2 separate regions of the Muntiacus reevesi genome follow, and region 1 is linked to region 2. A link is a contact called in public Hi-C data. All regions are on one chromosome and are shown on one strand. The core of a region is the stretch at or near the end of the contact, and the rest is flanking DNA. Distances in the headings are between cores, read along the strand shown. Region 1 holds the start of BOD1 (biorientation of chromosomes in cell division 1). Region 2 holds the start of CPEB4 (cytoplasmic polyadenylation element binding protein 4).

Evidence for each region. Hi-C and Micro-C count contacts between places; a contact is called where the count stands out from the background.
Region 1: a Hi-C map of muscle shows a contact between it and region 2, with 5 times the contacts expected there. The contact joins the promoter of BOD1 here to the promoter of CPEB4 in region 2. A contact is called at or near these places in 2 of 3 Hi-C or Micro-C datasets (blood and muscle).

What each region holds. Positions count from the first base shown.
Region 1 is chr14:62,762,817-62,766,999 of mMunRee1.1, forward strand. It overlaps BOD1 (biorientation of chromosomes in cell division 1), which reads left to right and starts at 1,503. Exons shown (of 3, transcript XM_065905673.1): 1 at 1,503-1,947. The coding sequence starts at 1,711. It overlaps LOC136146551 (a long non-coding RNA gene), which reads right to left and starts at 1,317. Exons shown (of 3, transcript XR_010659011.1): 1 at 1,179-1,317; 2 at 426-569.
Region 2 is chr14:62,494,263-62,498,418 of mMunRee1.1, forward strand. CPEB4 (cytoplasmic polyadenylation element binding protein 4) reads right to left here and starts at 2,693. Exons shown (of 8, transcript XM_065905149.1): 1 at 145-2,693. The coding sequence starts at 1,269.

The DNA of each region.
Region 1 (4,183 bases), core at 253-2,752, 270 kb after region 2:
TGAGTGTGGGAACAATTAGGAGAAATAGTCATTAGGAAATCCCCAGGATGGCTAAAGTATTAAGAGATAATGTTGGTTATTAACTTAACCTTTGAGGAAGACTGAACTTGAGTTAAAGGATGAGTATAAACTATAACACACCAACATTCATTTTAAGGGCTAAATGCTTTTACATGGGAAATATTGGAGTGGAGAGCATCCATAATAGAGAGATCTCGATTACTTCTCTTCTTAGGAGCCAAGGATATTGAAGACTTTACTATTTACATACCCTCCACTGCTTATGGAAGATGAGGAAATAACAATGCCTAGGTTATGGGCAGGAGTTCAGTCAGTAACAGGCAAAAGCTGAAAGGAAGAGAGGATAGTGGTGGCAGTTCCAATGGTGAATTGTAGCTACAAAAAATTGAGAAAAAAAGTCTTACCTTTGATGTCAGCTAGCTCACAAAATGTAGTACACCATAGGCTAAACATTGCCAAGATTTGGATTCAGGAAACCTGAGTTCAACCCCTCCTCTTCCATCTTTAGCTAGGTGATCAGGGTAACAAACTGTGCCTCATTTCTGGATCTGCAAAGTAGCGACAACTGCTTTTTAGATTGTGAAGTAGCGTATACAAAGTACTTGGTATCATGCCTGTAAAATTCCAATTACTCAACATTCATTTATTATTATTATAGGCTTCCCAGGTGGCTCAGTAGTAAAGAAACCACCTGCCAAAGCAGGGGACAGACACAGGAAATGTGAGTTCTGTACCTGAGTGGGGAAGATCCCCTGGAGAAGGAAATAGCAACTCCAGTATTCTTGCCTGGAAAAATTCCATGGAGAGAGGCGTCTGGCAAGCCACAGTCCATGGATGTTGCAAAGAGTCAGACAGACTGACCAAGCAAGCCAAAAAAAAAAAAAAAAAAGACACACACACACACAACAGAATCAGGGGACTTTTTTACAGCACAATTTTCTGTTATTTTTCAATTTTCTAAAATAAGTATGTATTTCTATTAAAATCAGAAGGGGAAATAAAACCCACAATTTTTGAATAAAAGAAATGACTAGTCCACTGCTTCCCACATTCCCAGATCATATCTGTTGCTCAAAAAGGGCGTGGGAATACATGTTAAAAGCAGATTCCCAGGCCACGACCTAGAAATACTGAATCAGAATCTCTAAGGGACAAACCTGTTAATCTATGCATTCAATCAGCCTAGCAGACGATTCTTACAATCAAGTACTCTGGAAACGCGCAGATTTAGAGCGAGGGGGCAGTAAGGGGACAAGGGCGAGGAAGGCCAACCCACGCTGCGGCAAACACTAGGGCCTACGCCTACAAGTCCCATTCTGTCCCGCAAACTGGAGACTCGCCCCGAAGCCTGCCGGTAGATGTAGTTTCCGTCCGCAGACCTCTGCCTATAAGAGAGCGGGAGCTGCCTGCCGGAAGACCTCCCGCCCCACAATGCAAAGGGAGGCGGTGGCGTCACTCGGAGAGCGTCCTGGACGCAGCGGGCGGTTTCCGCCGCCTCTGGCAGCAGCTCCGCTACCTGAAAGACTCCCGCGGCCGCTGTCGACGCCGACGCCGCCCTTTCCTCCTCCGTCCCCGGCGCCGCCGCCGCTTTCACCTTTTCGGGCCCCTCCGCCACCTCTCCACGACCTAGGCCCTCTGTTCCTGAGAGGAAGCCTTACTCGGGCCCCTTCGCGGGCCAGGCCCGCAGCCATGGCTGACGGCGGGGGCGGCGGGGGCACCGGCGCAGTGGGTGGTGGCGGCTCGGGACCGGCCTCGGCGGGGGCGGCGGCTGGCGCCGGGGGGGCCGGCGGGAGCGGCGGCCCCATCAACCCGGCCTCACTGCCCCCGGGCGACCCGCAGCTCATCGCGCTCATCGTGGAGCAACTCAAGAGCCGGGGTCTCTTTGACAGCTTTCGCCGGGACTGCCTGGCCGACGTGGACACCAAGGTCAGCTGAGGCGGTTTGGGCTCATGGGGGGCGGGCTGGGCGTGAGGCTGCTAGGGCTGCAGCTTCGCATTTCCAAATCTGAGAGAAAAACAAAAGGTACTTTTCAAATCTCAGCAGCGAGGAGACCGCTTGGGGCAGTGTAGGAAGCTTTCTGAGGGATGTCCACGTGGGTTCGGCTCCCCGCCCCATCCTTGCTCTGTGCGACTTAGCCCAGCAGCATCTCTGAACTTGGGCACCCATTACCGGTTTCACAGCCTCGACCCTGTATTTCCCAAGATGAGACTCCTTAGGCACCTCAGTAACAAATCTGAGGATGTTAAGGACACTGGAGAAAACCAGGTAAGCATGAATGGTTTGAATGCACAGACATCAGCCTTTCTTCTTTTCTCTAGCTCAGTGATTTGCAGGCTTGCGTATGCAGTTAATTAAAGTACATTTCCATAGAACCAGCACCCTTATTTTGTATTCCATCATTGGTTGAAAGATTCTCTGTTAGACCCTAATGCCAAGGTCAACCAGCTAATACAAGGCTGTTTCACTTGACCTTGCCCAGATTCCTTTGTATTGAGTGAAGTCACCGGTGTTGTGGCAGACAAAGAGTAGTCGCTGAAATGATGTTTACTCCCTTTTCAGAAGTTTCTCTCACATGACTGTGGTTGTAGACATAGGAGGCTCTCTTACTGAATAGGCTCCTCTAGGGAAGTAATTTCTCCTCTCTGAGCCCAACATGGAAATCTTTTGCCTACCCCACAGAAAGATTGTGAGCTTAAAACTAGGCCTTAAAGATAGGTTATCCATTAAACATTTATTGGTTAGGTTTCTGGACACAGGGTCAAGTAAGTCACTATCCTGTCCTCTAAGTGTGTATTCTGGCATAGAAAACTGAAGTGTAGACCAGATAATATGTGTAGTAAGTAGTGTATACTGTTACTAAGATTTAAAAACTCATGGAGTAGTTCTCTCCTTGAAACGGGATACTTAATTTTTCTTGTTTAACATACATATTGCCAGTGCCTCCATGTTTTCCAGTCCTGGGTGTTGTCAGCTTCCCATCGCAAGTTCCCCACTGTTTCTTATGTCTCATTAGGTTTTATGTGGCTTAACCGATGTAATATATGGTTTTTTTTTAGTCAGTGTTGAGAGTCTGTTGGGGTAGAGGGAATTGGAGCCTTCACCACTTAACACCTCCTTAGATGTTCTTTCCGGTTGTCACCAGGTTGTTTCAGTTCTTGAGGTTGTTGTCTCCAGGCACACCCTTTGCTGCTTTAGTCCCATGGTTCTCAAAGTGTGGTCCTTGGATCATCAGCGTCGCCTCAGAGCTTGTTAGATTGCATATCGTTAGGCTCCACCCCAGACTGCAGACACATGGCCGGGAATGTGTACTGCTGATGTTTGTCATTTACTTTGCAATACATCTAAAATATAAATGAATAGACTGATAGGTTAAGAAGAGAAAGTGATAGTATAATAAAACATTAGTGACAGACACTGTAGATCTTTCACTTCATGAACTGAAGGGATTTTTCTATATAGTCAGGGTCTGTAAAGTTAGAGTTTGGTTGGTGACATTAGCTGTTCTTTGTCCTTTTCAGTCAACAGTCCTACCTAAAACTGGGTGAATTATTTTGAATAGTAAAAGATATAGTATCAGGATTGATGATTACACGTGACAAGTCTAATTCTAACTCCTGTGAGCAAAGGGGGAGAATCTGTCGACCCACGGGAATCTAAGGAAGGATAGAATTAAAAACTGCCAGAAGGGTAGGGATGCATTTAGATGCAAGAATTCCCCACCAGGTCTGTCTAACCCTATGTCACTGCAGAGCAGAGTCATCCAGAGTTACCATACCCTTGGTTACATCTTACAGCTCTTCCTCTCAAAACAACTACAGTTGAAGAAAAAACATATCCCAGGAAATACCTGCATTGTCTAAATGTGGGTCAGGCAGCCACCCCTGTGGCCAGGAGAATGTGGCTCCCACCGCCCTACCCCGTGAAGAGGGGCAGATGGTTACCAGTAAGAAGGACTTGCTAGGCGGATAGTACCTGGGTATCTGTGAATTTTAGTCCTCATCCATCTCTCTGCCTTTCTCTTTTCAGGTTTGGTGGAGAGTCTTTGTTTGTGAGTCATGGCCTTTGGGAAGAGCCCACTCACAGAATTGAGGCCTCTTGATTCTTTTGTCAGTGTCACCTACCTGACTGTTAACAGACTTTTGCCAGAATAACACTACATAAT
Region 2 (4,156 bases), core at 1,443-3,942:
CCAAAATAATGTCTGACAATGAACTCTTTTTCTAAGGAGAGCTCTGATATGAATACAGACAATTCAAACTCTCTTAGTTACACAGATATTACACCATGCCATTTCCTTATTTCACCTTAATCTATTAATGGAACATAATCTTACCGGAAAAGGAAAAACGTTGTCAGCCCTGTTCAAGCTATCTTCCATCCAGGATTTAGGAGCAAAGGCAGAGCTGGGGCGGGCATACTTCTGGAGCTGAATATGATTGCTTGCAAAATTCTTCTTCAAAGGCGAGATGGAGTTCAAGGGCGTTATTCCTCCGTTCAGCCCTCTACGGTGATCCCGGCCTTGGGACCCTCCCCAGCCACCATATCCACCACCTCCTGGGCTCCAGGAAGAAGACGGTGTAGGAGAGGGACTCTGGTAACTGCTCCACGGAGAAGGGGGCTTGCTAAGATTATTCGCCAAATGAGGCAGCTGGTTAAAAGCAGCATTTCTATGTGTGAAAGGTGGGGGATGGGGACTGGCAGGAGACCTCCTTTGCTGCTGATGCTGGCTGTGATGATGCTGGAAATGAGGGTGATGAGGGTGGTGCTGTGAGAGAGGCCCAATTTGAGGAGAGAAGCTGCCTCCGAAGCCAGGGCTGACATGATGGGGGAAATTTTGAAACAACAGAGCACCGTTATTAGCCGAAGCAGCTGGGACCCCTCCCTGGTGAAAGAAACTTGCATCTTCATTGATGATTGTAGAGGAGGAAGGCGCTATCGCTGCTGACCAGTTACTGAAACCAGTGAGAGACGATGCACTTGATGTCAAGGGTTGGGTCGAAGTACCTAGCCCCGTGGCTTCTTGATAATCAAACCCTGTCAACACTGGTGATTCGATTCTTATTTTCTCCTTCCCATTGCCATTTTCTGAAGAATTGTCCCCTTGATTTTCTTCAGGTTTAGCCTTCTCAGTTTCAGGCAGTATTCCAGCTTCCTGACCTGGACTGGGGGAAAGCTGCTGCTTTTCCAAAGGGTCTTGCGGTTCCTGTTGCTGACTTTTTGCTTTTTCTGATCCCAAGATCTCATCCTGAATGTTATGGGTAGCCGGAGCAGGAAACAGCCAAGCTGACCCGGCACTGCTGCCATTGGCAGCAGTGTTATTATTTATAAAAGCAGCAGGGCTGGGGGTGGCATTTTGGTGATGGTGTGGAGGCTGCAGATGTGGATGGAATCTGACTGGAAAAGCAGATTTATTCCCAGTATTGCTTTGCACTAGCACTCCAAACCCGTAATCCCCCATTTATTATTTTTAGGCTCAGAATCTTAAAGATAAAAAACAACAACCTGGTATCTCAAGCCTTTGTATCCTCTACTCCAAATGTAAGTTGCTTGTTTGAAACGTCTTATTTTAGCTAGCTCAAAGATGCAGCTTATCACCCTAAATAGTTCAGATTTGGAATTCTGGTCTCTGAAAGAAAAAAAAAAAACTAAAAAAAAAATCTTAAAACACTGACATGAATTCAACTAGGCTTATTTCTAGGAAGGAATAAAAACGAAGAGGGTAAAAATCAAGTCTTTGGTTAGTAAAATAGGCGCTTTCTTTTTCCAAAGGAAAACGTACATGAATGACAAAAACACAGCTTCTCAAGCATCTATGGATGTAGAAGAATAAGCATTGCGAGGAGTAAAAATATATATATATATAATTTAACAATCACATATGGTCTTCTTCAGCAGTTTAGATTCACTCACATAAAAATTAGAATAGGGCTAAGAGGAGAATAGGTTCTTTTCTTGGCAGCTTGGTTAAAAAAAATCAGGAATAATTTAAGAACATTATATATTATATATTTATATATATAGATTATATTAGGTTATCTGGGATAGGGGGCAAATTCCTGGTTGCGGGAGAGGAAATCAGCATTGACTAATGGAAAGATGACTGCAGGGAGGTTTCTGCTCTTCCTGGTCCTGTTTCTGCTCTTTCACGGGGTGCAGTTTTGGCCTCTGGGGCTGTTCCTGAAGCTCTGGGTGCAGATCTTGCTGCTGTCGCTGTTCCTGGGCTCCCCCTGGCCTCCTCTCCCCCATGAAATGGTTTGGAAACACACCCGTTTCTCCCTCGTGGGGGTGTCGCGATCAGGATGAATTAGGGAGACTCGACGAGAACGAGCTGGCGGCCCGGGGGTGCGCGGACCAAGGGGGCGACCTGGAAGGTCCTGCGGTTTCGGCCTCTTCCCCTCTCTGCGGCTCCGGGGTTTTTTTCCCTCATGGGACCCAGGGGCGGTTTGTTCAGTTCTCTCAGTTCGATTCTCCGCAGGGGGGAGGGGGTATGGGGGTGCGGGGGGGGGGGGGGAAGAGGGAAAAAAAGAAAACCCCACTAGCTTAGTTGTTCTAAAAGAGAAGGGCCTCCCCCCTTTGCTCTCTCTCTTTTTGCCCCCAGATTTTTTTTAAAACTATAATTTAGAAGGCTTTTGTTTCTCCTCACGGTTGCTGGGCCGTCGTCGTCGCCGCTGCTTTACCCCGGTCCCGCAGTCCCCACTGTCGTAGTTGCGAACTCCGCCTGGCTCTTCTTCTTCTCTCCTTCTTCCTCCTCTTCCTCTTCTGCTGTCGCCGCCGCTGCTGCTGCTGCTGCCGCTGCCGCCGCCGCCTCCCGGTGCCGGGTCCAGCAGCCGCGGCTGAGTCCTTCTCCTCAGGACCTAGCCGAGTGAAATGACAACCAGCTGGAAAGACCTAGAGACACTTCCGGTTCGAAAAGGGAGGGGTGGGTTAGGGCAGACACCCCGCCCACCTGCCTAAAGGCCAATAAGCTGCTAGAATTCAGATAAGGCCACGCCCATAACCCAGGTGCCCTCCCAGGAAGGTCGAAAAGTTACGTCGAGAGACGCCCCTTCCGTCTGCGCCTCGCCCAGTGAGGCCTGGAGCCTGGAACTCGCTCTACTACCCGGAGGGAGCCCAGCGAGTCGCCATCTTTAGTGTGGGCAAAGGACTACTGCGCTGTTTATTTCGCTTAACCACGCTTTGCAGGAGGAGCGTACTGAGACGCGCGGAAGAGAACGGATTGCCCTAGCACTGTGGAAAAGAGCCCAGGAGTAGGAGATCGGAGTGGCTACCCATGAAACCGCGGATGAACGAGAGGACTGCCCAGAGTAAACGTGGTTCCCCAGGCATCTCGTGCTTTGGCTCGAGCTCCGCCCCAGAGGGATCTGGAAGAGGAGGCGGGTTTTACCAGCTGCTGTAAGGTGCCTAGAATTGCGTATGTCCTTGTCCTGAAAGTGGATCTTAAACGGGACTCTCCCTTCACCTTCCATCCCCCCACCCCCACTCCTCCTGCTTGGTTTAGGCTCCCGTCCGGTGCAGTGTTTCAGGCACAGAGATACAGCTGCTATAGGCCTCCGCGGCCGAGCCCTCCTTATTCCCATCCGCTCTAATGGACCCTACCCGCTTATTAGGGGAACATTTCCAAAACGAAGAATCCTAACCAGGATCCTCACCTGTTCTGCTCTCTCTACGACTGCCCACTACCTCCTTGAAAAAGACCAAACTTTTTTTTCTTTTTTTTAAAAGACCAAACTTTTTATCCTGATATTCAAGGGTTTTGCACTCTGGGGGCAGTATATCTTAACATCTCATCTCCTCCAAACGCCCCACGCCAAGCTCCTCCAAATATAACCTCAGTTCCTTTTTACCTTCTGTTTCCTCTCTCCTTCACCTGGTAAACTCTTACTTAGTTTTAGGAATCGGTTCAAAAGCTACCAATTCTGTCTTCTGAAATCCCTCTTGAATGAATATCCATGGCCCAGTATATTTCTCGTGCTTGTCACCCTCTATTGTAATGGTTGCTTATGTCTCCTGGACCTGTGGTCACCTGTGGGCTCTTTGAGGAGAGAACCTTGTATTGATAGATAGGAATCATCAGCGAATGGATGCTGAAAAAAAGAGTGAACAAACCAACTACAATGATAACCTTCCTGAATCCTCTTTTCAGGTCTGCCATTTGATTTGGGGGTAACGTCTCTCAAACTTTCATCATTTAGGTTATTCATTTGCTACTCAAGGATTCCTTGTCTTGTTCTTATTTGTACATACCCACCACTATGACCACCATCAGGACCTATATTAACAGCCCGCTCTCAGCGAAGGTTCTAAAGATGTTGAGTAGTGAGTGTTTTCCTTTAGTAGAAAATGAA